Regions from separate parts of the Zea mays genome. Here region 2 is linked to region 1. Evidence: chromatin contacts called from public Hi-C data. All regions are on one chromosome and are shown on one strand. The core of a region is the stretch at or near the end of the contact, and the rest is flanking DNA. Distances in the headings are between cores, read along the strand shown.

Evidence for each region. Hi-C and Micro-C count contacts between places; a contact is called where the count stands out from the background.
Region 2: a contact with region 1 is called in a Hi-C map of tassel, with 2.7 times the contacts expected there. The contact joins the enhancer-like site here to the promoter of LOC100193925 in region 1. A contact is called at or near these places in 3 of 25 Hi-C or Micro-C datasets (ear, leaf and tassel).

The regions. Positions count from the first base shown.
Region 1 is chr3:23,683,969-23,690,313 of Zm-B73-REFERENCE-NAM-5.0, forward strand. It overlaps LOC100193925, which reads left to right and starts at 3,271. Exons shown (of 2, transcript NM_001347646.1): 1 at 3,271-3,697; 2 at 3,784-5,002. The coding sequence starts at 3,526. The coding sequence ends at 4,700.
Region 2 is chr3:23,800,321-23,806,410 of Zm-B73-REFERENCE-NAM-5.0, forward strand. No RefSeq gene overlaps it. Among protein-coding and RNA genes, the nearest start is that of LOC100272600, 29 kb to the right of the region's middle. Within about 2 kb of position 3,756, at least 18 of the 20 cell types and tissues checked have an H3K27ac peak or open chromatin away from gene starts, as enhancers often do. A contact at or near this core is called in ear, leaf and tassel, where this site is marked.

The sequences.
Region 1 (6,345 bases), core at 2,021-4,520:
CCATCTTGGTGAGTAAGGTGACGTCGTTCCCCTCATGAGAAATCTTGAGGGTGTCCCAGATTTGCTTGGCGTTATCCAAGCCGCTCACCTTATGGTATTCATTCCTGCACAAGGAAGCTAGAAGAACAGTAGTAGCTTGTGCATTCTTATGAATTTGTTCATTAATGAACATGGGACTATCCGAACTATCAAAATGCATTCCACTCTCTACAATCTCCCATATACTAGGATGGAGAGAGAATAGGTGACTACGCATTTTGTGGCTCCAAAATCCGTAGTCCTCTCCATCAAAGTGTGGGGGCTTGCCGAGTGGAATGAAGAGCAAATGAGAATGTGAACTTTGCGGAATACGAGAGTAATCAAAAGAAAAGTTCGAATTAACCGGTTTTCTTCTCTCGTAGTCGTTGTGGTCCTCGTCCTTTTGGGAAGAAGTAGACTCGTCGCTGTCGTAGTAGACGATCTCCTTGATGCGCCTGGTCTTCTTCTTCTTCCCTTCCTTCCGTCTTTGGCCCGAGCCGGAGTCGGTAGGCTTATCGTCCTTCGGCTCGTTGACGAAGGATTCCTTCTCTTTGTCGTTGATCACTATACCCTTCCCCTTAGGATCCATCTCTTCGGGCGGTCAGTCCCTTTGTGAAGAGAACGGCTTTGATACCAATTGAGAGCACCTAGAGGGGGGGTGAATAGGTGATCCTGTAAAAACTTCAAACTTAAGCCACAAAAACTTGTTAAGTGTTAGCACGATTATTGCCAAGTGGCTAAGGTGAAGTCTCAACAATCTCAACAAAACACAGTACCACAAGAGAATCAAGCACAGAGTGACACAGTGGTTTTATCCCGTGGTTCGGCCAAGACCAACGCTTGCCTACTCCACGTTGTGGCGTCCCAACGGACGAGGGTTGCAATCAACCCCTCTCAAGCGGTCCAAAGACCCACTTGAATACCACGGTGTTTTGTTTTCCTTTCACTATCCCGTTTGCAAGGAATCTCCACAAATTGGAGTCTCTTGCCCTTACAAGTATATGATCACAAATGAAACACAGAGTAAGGGAGGGAAGCAACACACACAAATCCACAGCAAAAGCGCACACACACGGCCAAGAATCGAGCTCACAAGACTATCTCAGAGTTCTCACTTAGAACAGAGCTCGAATCACTTAGAAACACAAACGAATGCGCAGAGACTTAGTGTGGATGATCAAGAATGCTCAAAGGTTGCTTGTATATCTCCTCCATGCGCCTAGGGGCTCCTTTTATAGCCCCAAGGCAGCTAGGAGCCGTTGAGAGCAAATCCGGAAGGCCATCCTTGCCTTCTGTCGTCGGGGGCACCGGACAGTCCGGTGCACACCGGACACTGTCCGGTGCCCGATTTGTTTCCTTAAACGGCGAAGACGACCGTTGCAGACCGTTGGCAGATCTGGCGCTGTTGGCGCACCGGACATGTCCGGTGCACACCGGACAGTCCGGTGCCGTCTTCCGACCGTTGGCTCGGCCACGTGTCCCGCGCGGATTGCGCGGCCGACCGTTGGCCCTGGCCGACCGTTGGCTCACCGGACAGTCCGGTGCACACCGGACAGTCCGGTGAATTTTAGCCGTACGCCACCGGCCAATTTCCCGAGAGCGGCCAGTTCGAGTCGCGCCAGCCTGGCGCACCGGACACTGTCCGGTGCACACCGGACAGTCCGGTGCTCCAGACCGAGCTGGGTCTTGGCAGCACACAGCCAAGTCCCTTCTCCTTTTCTCTATTCTTCTTCTTTCTGTTTCTAACACTTAGACAAATATATTAGTACTCAAAACCAATGTACTAAGGCTTAGAAACATACCTTTACTTCATGATTTTCACCTTGTTCATCCATGTACATAAATTCACATTTAGGCCCTTGTGTTTGCACTCAATCACCAAAATACTTAGAAATGGCCCAAGGGCACATTTCCCTTTCACTACGGAGGTAAAACAGCCCCCAAACATTATATTAAGAAGAAGAACATCCCATGCAAGTCAAGAAAACCCTCGGGCATTATTATATTAAGAAGACATTTTCACGTAGGTCGAGAAAACCCCTGAACCTATACATAACAGCGTCGTAGTCCATATGATAAATGACCGGCGGTCGAGACTGAGCTTTAGACCTGTGTTTTGGCGTGGGACAGACGCCTGAAATTCGTTCTCACGAGGAGTCAAACACTTAAGAATTGAAGTACTACTCGGACCACCTAACCAACTCAGCTAGAGGCTTAAATATCTACATTTGATACTGCTATACGCTTTTCTGTAAAAGCACACCAATGATTTAAGAATGAATAAGAGTAAATAAAATGTGACTCTATAACATCCATGCACGTTTCCGTTTTGGACTGGATCTTATCCCAGAGAATAATATTTATATTAAAAATATATACTTTGAGTCCAGGCATATTGTTTGGCATGTCTGCAGTTTTCGTGATTTGTTTATTTCAGTGATTGAGTGCGTGGACTGAAGGAAGGAGAGGTGGTTCACCACCAGCTTAATTAGCTTCCAGCAGAGATGTGTACATCCAAACAATTCGCCCATGCATATGTCTCCATGCATGTCACCCCCCTCCTCTCGTCTAATCCCAACAGTTCAAAGGTGATGGAATTGTTCAGTCAAACACGCTTCATGTAGCGAAGAATCTAAAGGGTGGGCAGTGTTATTTTAACAGAGCGACATGGAAGGTTTGCCTTGTCCCTTTTGGGCGTGTAATTGCCTCCTCCGAGCCAAAAAAAAAAAAAGCTAATAAGGTAGCTACCAAACCACTCCTTCCTGCATGCATGCATGGGCATGGATGTCCTCAGATCTTAGGAACCATCAGATAGAGCTCTAACTAGCTTTGGCTTCTGTACTGTAGTGATAATATATGTATGTAACCGGGGCAGTGGGGGAAATCAACTCTATGAAAAGAAGCGAGAGGAGAGAGAAGCTCTCACGCACTAGCTTTGGCTTCTGCATAGTGACAATATAAACGGAGCTAGCAGTGGAAAAAAAAAACTAACTTCACCAACTTTGTGAGAAGAGGAGAGAAAATAAAGAAAGAAAAGCTCATGTAAACAGTGCAGCATAGTGCGCGAACAGTACGTAACCCGTAGCTAGCTGATGTAAAAAAAAAAAAAGCTAGACCCGGTAGAAGGCTAGGGATCAGCGTGAGCTTCCCTCCAATCTGGCATCCCTGCATATGATTGGCACGAGTCATTATAAAACGGAAACACCACCAATACGTTCTCTCTGTCTCTACATATGCAGCAGCTATAGGTCCCTCCTCTCATCAACTCATCGTGTTCTTCTTTTCCAATCCCTACACTGCTTGCTAGTTGCTACACACACCCACTGATGACCCACAACTTTAAAGGTGTAGCTGTGATATCTAGTGCTAGTGCATGGCTATATATATACGCGTCTATAAGTAGTAGGTTGCACCCTCCAAGGGGTTCATCATTCATTCCCTCACCCCCTTCCCTTAGAAGCTGCAGGTGCAGTGCATGCAAGGAGACAGGCCACGATACTGTCTGAGATGGAAGGGGCCATGACGACGAGAAGCAAGCATCGTCGTCATGAGGAGGACCAGGAGATGACGATGGTGGAGCTGAGGAGAGGCCCCTGGACGCTCGAGGAAGACAACCTCCTCATGAACTACATTGCTTGCCACGGCGAGGGCCGCTGGAATCTCCTGGCCCGCTGCTCCGGTACGTATGATCCATTTCTCTGTGGCCGAATTAACCTATCGGCCTCATCTTGATGTGCTGCGTCTGCGTGTGCATGCTTGAATTAGGGCTGAAGAGGACCGGCAAGAGCTGCCGGCTGAGGTGGCTCAACTACCTCAAGCCGGACATCAAGCGCGGCAACCTGGCGCCGGAGGAGCAGCTCCTCATCCTGGAGCTCCACTCCAAGTGGGGGAACCGGTGGTCCAGGATAGCGCAGCACCTGCCGGGGCGGACCGACAACGAGATCAAGAACTACTGGCGGACGCGGGTGCAGAAGCAGGCGCGGCAGCTGCGCGTGGACGCCAACAGCGCCGTGTTCCGCGACGCCGTCCGCTGCTACTGGATGCCGCGCCTGCTCGAGAAGACGATGGCCGCCGCCGCGGCATCCACGTCCGGCGAAGTGCTGCTGCCGCCGCTACCGCCGCCGCCGCAACTGCACCCCTCGCGCGTCGCCGGCTTATTGGCCTCTTCCTCCTCGTCGCCAGTCCAGCGGGACACCAGCGACAGCGACTACCTGCCGCAGCGGTACCACCACCACCCCGTCGACCCGAGCCCGAGCGCGTCGTCGACGGTTTCCTCGTCGGCCGCGCTCGCGCCGGTGCCCTGCTTCTCCGAACTGAGCTGGGTCGACCAGTACGGGTACGGCCCTTATTACAGTTACGGCGCCAACCTCGACGACGGCGCCGGCGTGTTCGACGACTCGGCAGCGCTGGAGGAAGGCCTCGGCCTGGACGCGCTGGACCTGGGTCCGGCCGACGACAGCGACGTCGCCCACTCGGACGCGACGCTGCTGGACTACCTCAACTCCGCGTGCGCCGGCGGCGGCACCATGATGATGGCTGTGACGGGCGGCGGCGGCGGCGTCCAAAGCAGCGGCTGCGGCGCCACGGGAGGTGCCGACGCCGACTACCGGCCGTCGCCGTGCACGTGGCGGACGGACGAGCTCGGCGATCCTCGTCAGCATCAATGGGGAGGAGGAATCTAGAAGCAATCAAAGAGAGCTTGCTTCTCGGCACGTCTCTCTCTCTCTCTCCCTCTCCCTCTCCCTCCCAAAGCGACGATCGATCGATCGAGATGTCACACTAGTTAATTAGTGGATCGGAGCTAGATAGCAGGTAGCAAGATGCGTGAGTGGCGATAAAAAAACATTAGGGGCCGGGGGCGGGGCCGGGCATATTCTGCTGTTAATTCGACCGATCATTCGTTCGATCGTGTAGTAGAGATGTGTGGTTTGATGTCGTATAATTCGCGTACGTACAATCGTACTACATGCATGTTCATTTGGGTATTAATCCATCCATGCATCCATGCATGCGCTCCGGCCGTCCGTTATTATTGTTGAAAGGTCGTCGCGCGTGTTGGGTCCGATCGATCGATGGCGATCAGGAGAGGTCGAGGTCGAGGTCGAGGTCGTTGTCCCCAAGTGCTCGATCGATCCCGATCGGCCAAGAGAGGTTGATGGATGTACGTGTGTTGGTGGGGTTGCGTTGCGTACGTGGTGGGTGGGTGGTGTAATAACGTAACGTCGTCGGGTTCAGATGCATCGATACGTACACGTACAGTACGTGTGAGCGATCGGGATGGTCACCATCATATATATCGTACGTACGCGCCTGCTCTCGCACGGGAAAGTCGGCAATGACATGTCGCTTCGAGATCGATTCTCTCCGTCGCGCGCCGTACGTGTGGTTTGCCAAGTTTTACAGCTGCTCTGGTGGCAACTGCTTTTCGACCAATGCAAGGGATATATTCGAATGGTGGATCAATAAGCTCACTCTCGCCTTTAATTTAATTAGATTGCGTTTGTTGCCCGTGGATTTGGAGTGTAATAACTAATAATACAGCATGCATGGCCACAGCCCACAGGCCACGGCCGGAGAGCTCTTGGGTTTTGACCGCGCGCCTCACACGTATGTATGTACCCGCCCCTTCTTGTTTCCCTCAGCTAGGGTAACTTTTAAACCTCTACCTAAGTCGATCTACTTAGCTTTACACACGATCCACTCCGATTCATATGCATCCGAATAAGGTCTTACTATTCAAAACCGAATAGCAAGAGATTTTAGCCTTCGCAATCCCTTGCTCTCAAACATGTCACCACCATGTACAGTGCTAGTGAAATTCACATCCCATTTATAGATTTCAATCACCAAAAATGATATATATAAATAGTCCTTTAATCGACCTTGGAAAACGTGTGTTCAAGTACTTGACTCGACGTGGTGGCTCCCATATGTGTTTAGATTTAGATTTATTCAAAGATTTAACTCGTATTATATAAGACCGGCCGGCCCCCACTCGATACATTATATAAAGAAAATACAGTGATTCATGCTAGTTGATCAAGTTTTTAGTTAATAGTATTTATATTTATGGCTCTAAATTATTTTTTATGAAAATATATTTCATAACTAGACGTTGTTTGGGGCCACACTATTTGATGTTTTTCAGCTCTTGCTCTATTTTTTTTAGTCAAACAGGTTTAACTCCATGTAAATCTACTCCACAAAAAAGGTGGAATTGTGAGAATACATAAGGGCTTGTTTTGGGTACTCTATTCACCCCAATACACATGGGCGTTGAGGGGAATTTAGATGTATTGAAGTGAATACTAGACTATCCAAACATAT
Region 2 (6,090 bases), core at 2,506-5,005, 120 kb after region 1:
TTCCATCCGAGGTAGTTTGAAAAATTCAAAATTTAAAATTTAAACATAGTTTCGCATGACAAGATGATTTCAAACCAAAATGTTGTTAACTACAAAGTTTCATAACTCTTCAATATCTACAACTTTCATGTTGATGGGTTTTTTCGGGTCATTTTCAAAATTCAAATTTTAAATTTTTAAAATTTAGACGTAGTTTTCGTTGACAAGATGACTTCAAACGAAAAAGTTGCCAACTACAAAAATCTAGAACTTCCTAAGATCTACAAAGTTTATTTTGTTTGTTTGGTCATTTGTTCATCTCACATGATGGTTCTGACAATATGCAAAAATCTTATACATCTCTCTAAACTACGAGAGATATATAGTTTTATGAATAAATTTATTTTTATTCTGTCATATGAAGAAATGTTCAAAATATAAATTGCACATCATGATGAGTTATGCAAATTTATAGTTGAAAATTTTTTCATTTAAATTAATTTACTGCTTTAAAATGTGATTTTAAAATTGTCTTTGCCTAGTGTTCAAAAAAACACTCGGCAAAGAAGGTTTTTGCCGAGTGTTATATTTTTGACACTCGACAAAGAGTTTCTTTACCGAGTGTCAAAAAAACACTCGGCTAAGAAACTCTTTGTCGAGTATCAAAAATAAAACACTTGGAAAGAGCTTCTTCGCCGAGTGTTTTTTTATCGAAGGTTTTTTACGTGGCATTCGACAAAAAGCTTCTTTGTCGAGTGTCCAGAAAAAACACTCGGCAAAATATTTGGTATTCAGCAAAGAGCCAAATTCCGGTAGTGTAAGAGAGTGACAAAAAATCAAATGCCCATTTTTGACCTTTTTCCATATGAGGAGGTGTAAGGAACTATGAGTGGTTATGAGGCTTACCAACTTACTCTGTAAATAGCGTATACTATAATGTAAAATAGTATTTTGCATGATCATATGTACATCGTCTGCAGGTAGCCTGAGGAGGGTAAATTGGGTCGCTGAAAATTTAAATTTAGAGCTATTCTTTGTCTCGCACTAGATCAACTAGCAACATGTACACCACTGCTCTTACTACTTATACCAAACCCACGAAGATATTTGCGACGTAAACTAGAGTCAAATGTATCAAGTAGCCTAAACTAATATAGTAAAGGTAAATCTACACAAATAAAAACACATACAAAAATATAAATGTAGTAAGCAAATAACAATTAATAAAGTACAAACTCCTTTGATGATGCAATGTATCACGAAGTATTGTCGATTGACAAAATGCAATTTCTATGAAAGGATGAAGATGCTCAAGTTGCGAGGTAAATTAGGTTAATTTATTTTTAAAAACAATTAAATTGAATAATGTAGCTCACTTTAACCCTTATATCTAAGAGTGTTTCTATACAATCAAAATACTACATCCTAAGTTCAACCCTATTATACCATAGCAATTCTAATAACATAATGGCAATAATTAAATAGTGAGAGCGCCTAGAGGGGGTGAATAGGTGATCCTACAAAAAATTAACACTAAACAACACAAACTTGATTTGTAATAATTGTTAGTGAGAACTAAAACCAAGTTAGGATGAGAAGAGAGAAGGGAGAACTCTTCACTTGATTGCTCCTTTAAGATGAGTATTAAACTTAGGAGCAATATTACAAGCGAGTAGGGAACTCAGTAAGATAGTAATCGCAATAAGTAAATGGACAAGAGACATATCGATTTTTACCATGGTTCGGCCAATGTCTACTCCACGTTGTGGTGACCTTTTTTGGTCAAGGGTTGCACTCAACACCTCTCAAGTGATCCAAAGATCAAACTTGAGAGTCATAGATGTCTTACTTATATCAATATCCATTTGTGAAGAATCTTCACAAATTGGAGTCTCTCACGCCTTACATAGATGATTACAATCAAAACCGTAGTAAGGATGTGAGTAGAAACGCACACAAGAGCACAACGCAGCAACAATATGCACACAAGCAAAAAGAGAGAGCACATGAATCAAAACGATAGAGTTATAGCTCAAGAGTGTGCGCAAATATCTCTCCAACAAATCAACAGCGTGGTCGCAAAGGTTCAAAGTTGTAGTGTGCTCAAAAGGTGCTGGGGTAACAGCTCCATGCGCCTAGGGGGTCCTTTTATAGCCCAAGGGACCTAGGAGCCGTTGGAGCTCCATTTGGAAGGCCCTGGTTGCTTTCGTCCGCGGGTGCACGGTATTGTCTTTTACATGAGTAATTTATGGAACTAAACTTAATCTATCATTTCATTGTGGGATTTATCATTAATTGTGATTAATTATTTAATTGGTTGATATCTACTTATACTTAGTAACTGCTAATAAAATTTTGATCAACTTATTAAAAGTGATGCTAGCCTTAACCACTTTTTCCTTGGTAAACCTTACACTTCACATGAGCCCCCACCGTAAGTGAGCTCATGCATATTATTGCCCACAACTTGTTGAGCGATGAACGTATGTGAGCCCACTCTTGTTAAACTCACACCAGGTCAAGAATATGTACTGCAAAATGAGGAGCATGAAGAATGCTACGATGAATTTGTGAGAGGTATATGTTGTCGTCTCCCAGTCAACTATGATTGCGAAGGATAGTTGTCGTTATATGATGCAATTATTTAGCTATTTTATATAGACCCCTATTATATAATAAAGATGTGACATTGATTTATATATCATAAGTTATCATATATGTGAGACTTGATACTATCACACATTTGAGATGTGACAAAGAGACAATTATGATCTATGAGAATGTTAATATGTCTTTGGGGTAAAATGCCATTAGTAAGGGTCTACGTAGAACAAGGCGCTCATGTGCCAGAGAGAATTATTTTAGTTAGTGTCACCTCTCTACTTACGTTTTGCAGGCACTCAGACGTCGTCGACGTCGTTTCTTTTGTTGCATGTTGTACTAGTATATCAGTGTCGCAACATTTCATCCTCGCACATATGGACACTACAGAGACGTTGTGACATTGATCATCAACAAACTTGAGGAGCACGAGTGAACGTGCTGTTGCGGGGTGTGTACGGTTTCTTCCAGTATATCGATGATACACTCTTCTCTATTGCGTTGTGCATCTAATGATAACTATTAATTTGTGATACCTTTTTCCTATGATATCTTTTTCCTATGATAACTATTAATTTGCCGATGTACAGTTCGCCGAGCGTTCTTTGCCGAGTGTTACACTCGGCAAAATGTTTACCGAGTGTTTAAGGCACTCGGCAAAGGAGCTGTGTCCGGTAGTGTTTGTGATACCTTTTTCCTATGTTATATTGGTTGAATATGATAAATATACTAGTGCGTGGCTTATAAGTTCCCTGCATTCCACACGCGCGCGCTGAACAACAATACGCTGGTTCAGTTCACCCGAACTTTCCCATCAACAGGCATCAACACAAAGGCAACAAGAGGTACAGAAACCTGCAGAAAAAAAAAACACTGCATGAGTCCAGCACTCCATCTTGACATGACCATACAGAAGATCAAAATTCCAAGCTTTCGTCTCCTGATGTGCTAGGTGACTATAATAATAAACAACCCCAATACATAAATTACACAAAAACCGTAGACTATGCTCATACTTTTTAATTTACTTGGCCGGCCGGCCTCTTGAGCACCAACCACCGGCCTGTTCAAGTCTCAGCGTTAGTTCAGGAGTGAAGTGCAGTAGACAGGAAGAAAAGGAATGGGAAAGCTAGCTAGATTATTACAGTAGCTCACTAGCTACTAGCTATAGCTATAGCTCTAGCCCTCGATCGTTCGTTGCTTGAGCCTGTGAAACTCTCTTTGCGTCGTCTTGACCACACTGGTGGTGGTCTGACGGCCGGAATTCCCCACGTTTGCTTTGACGACGACCACGCATGCATGGAGATGTTATTAGCTAGCTTTTGGATGGGGAGACGATGATAATATCTCGCAGTAAAGCAAAGCGCGGCATTAGCCGAGATCGAGACGCACTTTTGATTGTGAGCACCATAATAAACTAACCACGCAGAGAGTTCCGCCTGTCTCGGCGCGCTGTCCTTCGACGACGAGACCGGGCATGCACGACCCGAGGAAGCACGCGAGCTCCTCACCTGTGATGTGAAGACTGCAACGGGATTACGCAACGGTGACACGACGACACAACCCGGCCGGTAGTGGTGCACTAGTGCAGTGCAGTGCAGGACGAGATGGTCACTACTGGCCTGGTGTGCTAGGATTTGACGACACGATGAGCTGTGACAAAGAGACCTTTATTTGGTTCTCATGTGGGTCCAGGACTGGACGACGGCACTGGCATGGCATGGATAATGGATTGGTGTCACTGGCATGGCCGCACGCCGATGGAGCTGTCCCTGGTAGCCCCGTGCCAAGCCACGCACTGTTCAACGCCATGGCGTGGAACGGTGTCGTTTTCGTCAACCACAAGATTGGGCCGTCCTCACAGCCAAGATAAGGGAAGGATGGAAGAATAACAAACAAAGACGGCCGGCCGGAGACTCTCCGATTGCCCAAGCCTAAATGCCCAAGCATGTGGTCTCTCCATGGAAACAAAAGCCCACTGGGCCACGCACCAGGCACCACCTCAGAACCAAGTGGCCTTGCCGTCGAAAGTAGCGCGCTAGCGAGCATGCAAAATAGCATTTGGACAGTGCAAATTGACGTGCACTAACAACCATGACTGAGCAGTAACGGATAAGGAGAGAACAGAAAGAAAATTGACATGCACTAGGTAGAACACTGGGTATACACAAACATCCAAATCCATCGGCAATGTTTTTATGAATACCGAGCTCGTTAACTACCCCCTTCATACATCATACACATATATCAGCCACGTGTAAAAGGAGATTGAAACTATGGAGATGGCAACTGAGTACATATCCGATGGGTATTGTCATATTATCTTATACCCGTTTCGTGAATAAAACTCACAATAAAACTCACGTCCGCTAAAAAAAACTCATGCCCGTGGCCGGATACAAAGTTATGCTCATACTCGTGCCAGTGTAGGTAATGTGTACCTGCAGATTGCCCGTGCCCAATATTTCGTAATATATTCTTTATAACTAGACACAATACGATTCTAATTATTTGATAGATTAAATCGGGAATAAGATCATACATAAACAAATTATATATGGCCAAACTACATAGTTCATTGACATATCACAATCACAAGTTCATAGCCTTACCATATCACTTACTACCGGAATCAGCTTCTTTGCCGAGTGTCTGGAGCACTCGACAAAGCCTGAAAAACACTCGGCGAATGCTTTGCCAAGTATTACACTCGACAAAAAAAAGTTCGGCGAACTGTACATCGGCAACGGCTTATTTGCCGAATACTTTTTATCGGGCACTCGGCAAAGACGTTTGCCGAGTGTCGCAAGGTACTCGGCTAAGATTTCATGTGCACGCCTGCTAGGTTTCTACACATAGTGTGTGACAACTTTCTCGAAACATTCTCAAATTTTTTATCATAGGCTCTACATATGATAACGTGACATGTGGACAAGTTTCATGATTTTCTGACTTTGTTTGTGTTTTGTACAAGTTTTAAACAACTGGATGACAAGTTCACGTCATGTTTCGTGAGCATGGTGCTCGAACATTCCGGTTTACTCCTGAAATCGGCCATAACTTGTGCTAAATAACATGAATATCATTTTTGCACTCATGGTTTTCCATTTTTCGTGTGACTTGCAGTTCAAATATGAATTATCTGAGGAAATACAATTAAACGAATAAAATCTAATATTTATAACAAACACTTTATAATTGTTCCAAAAATGGAACATGTAGGTCTACATAGTGTAGGAACAAACCATAAAAAGTTTGGTTGGAAAAAGAAAAAAATGAAAACTGTAAGAAAAATGGACCCCGGGCCATTTGGCTAAATGAGTTTTGGTATTTGATGATTAACACAACCTGTGAACTAATGGATTTGCTAGTGTTTATGTTTATAGTTCACATGATGCGAAGATGATTGGACTAAGACACTGAGGATGCAACACCTCAAATGAAGACATAAAAAGAGCTTAGAAGTCCAAGACTCAAGACCAAAGGAGCCCAAGAACAAAACACAGAAGA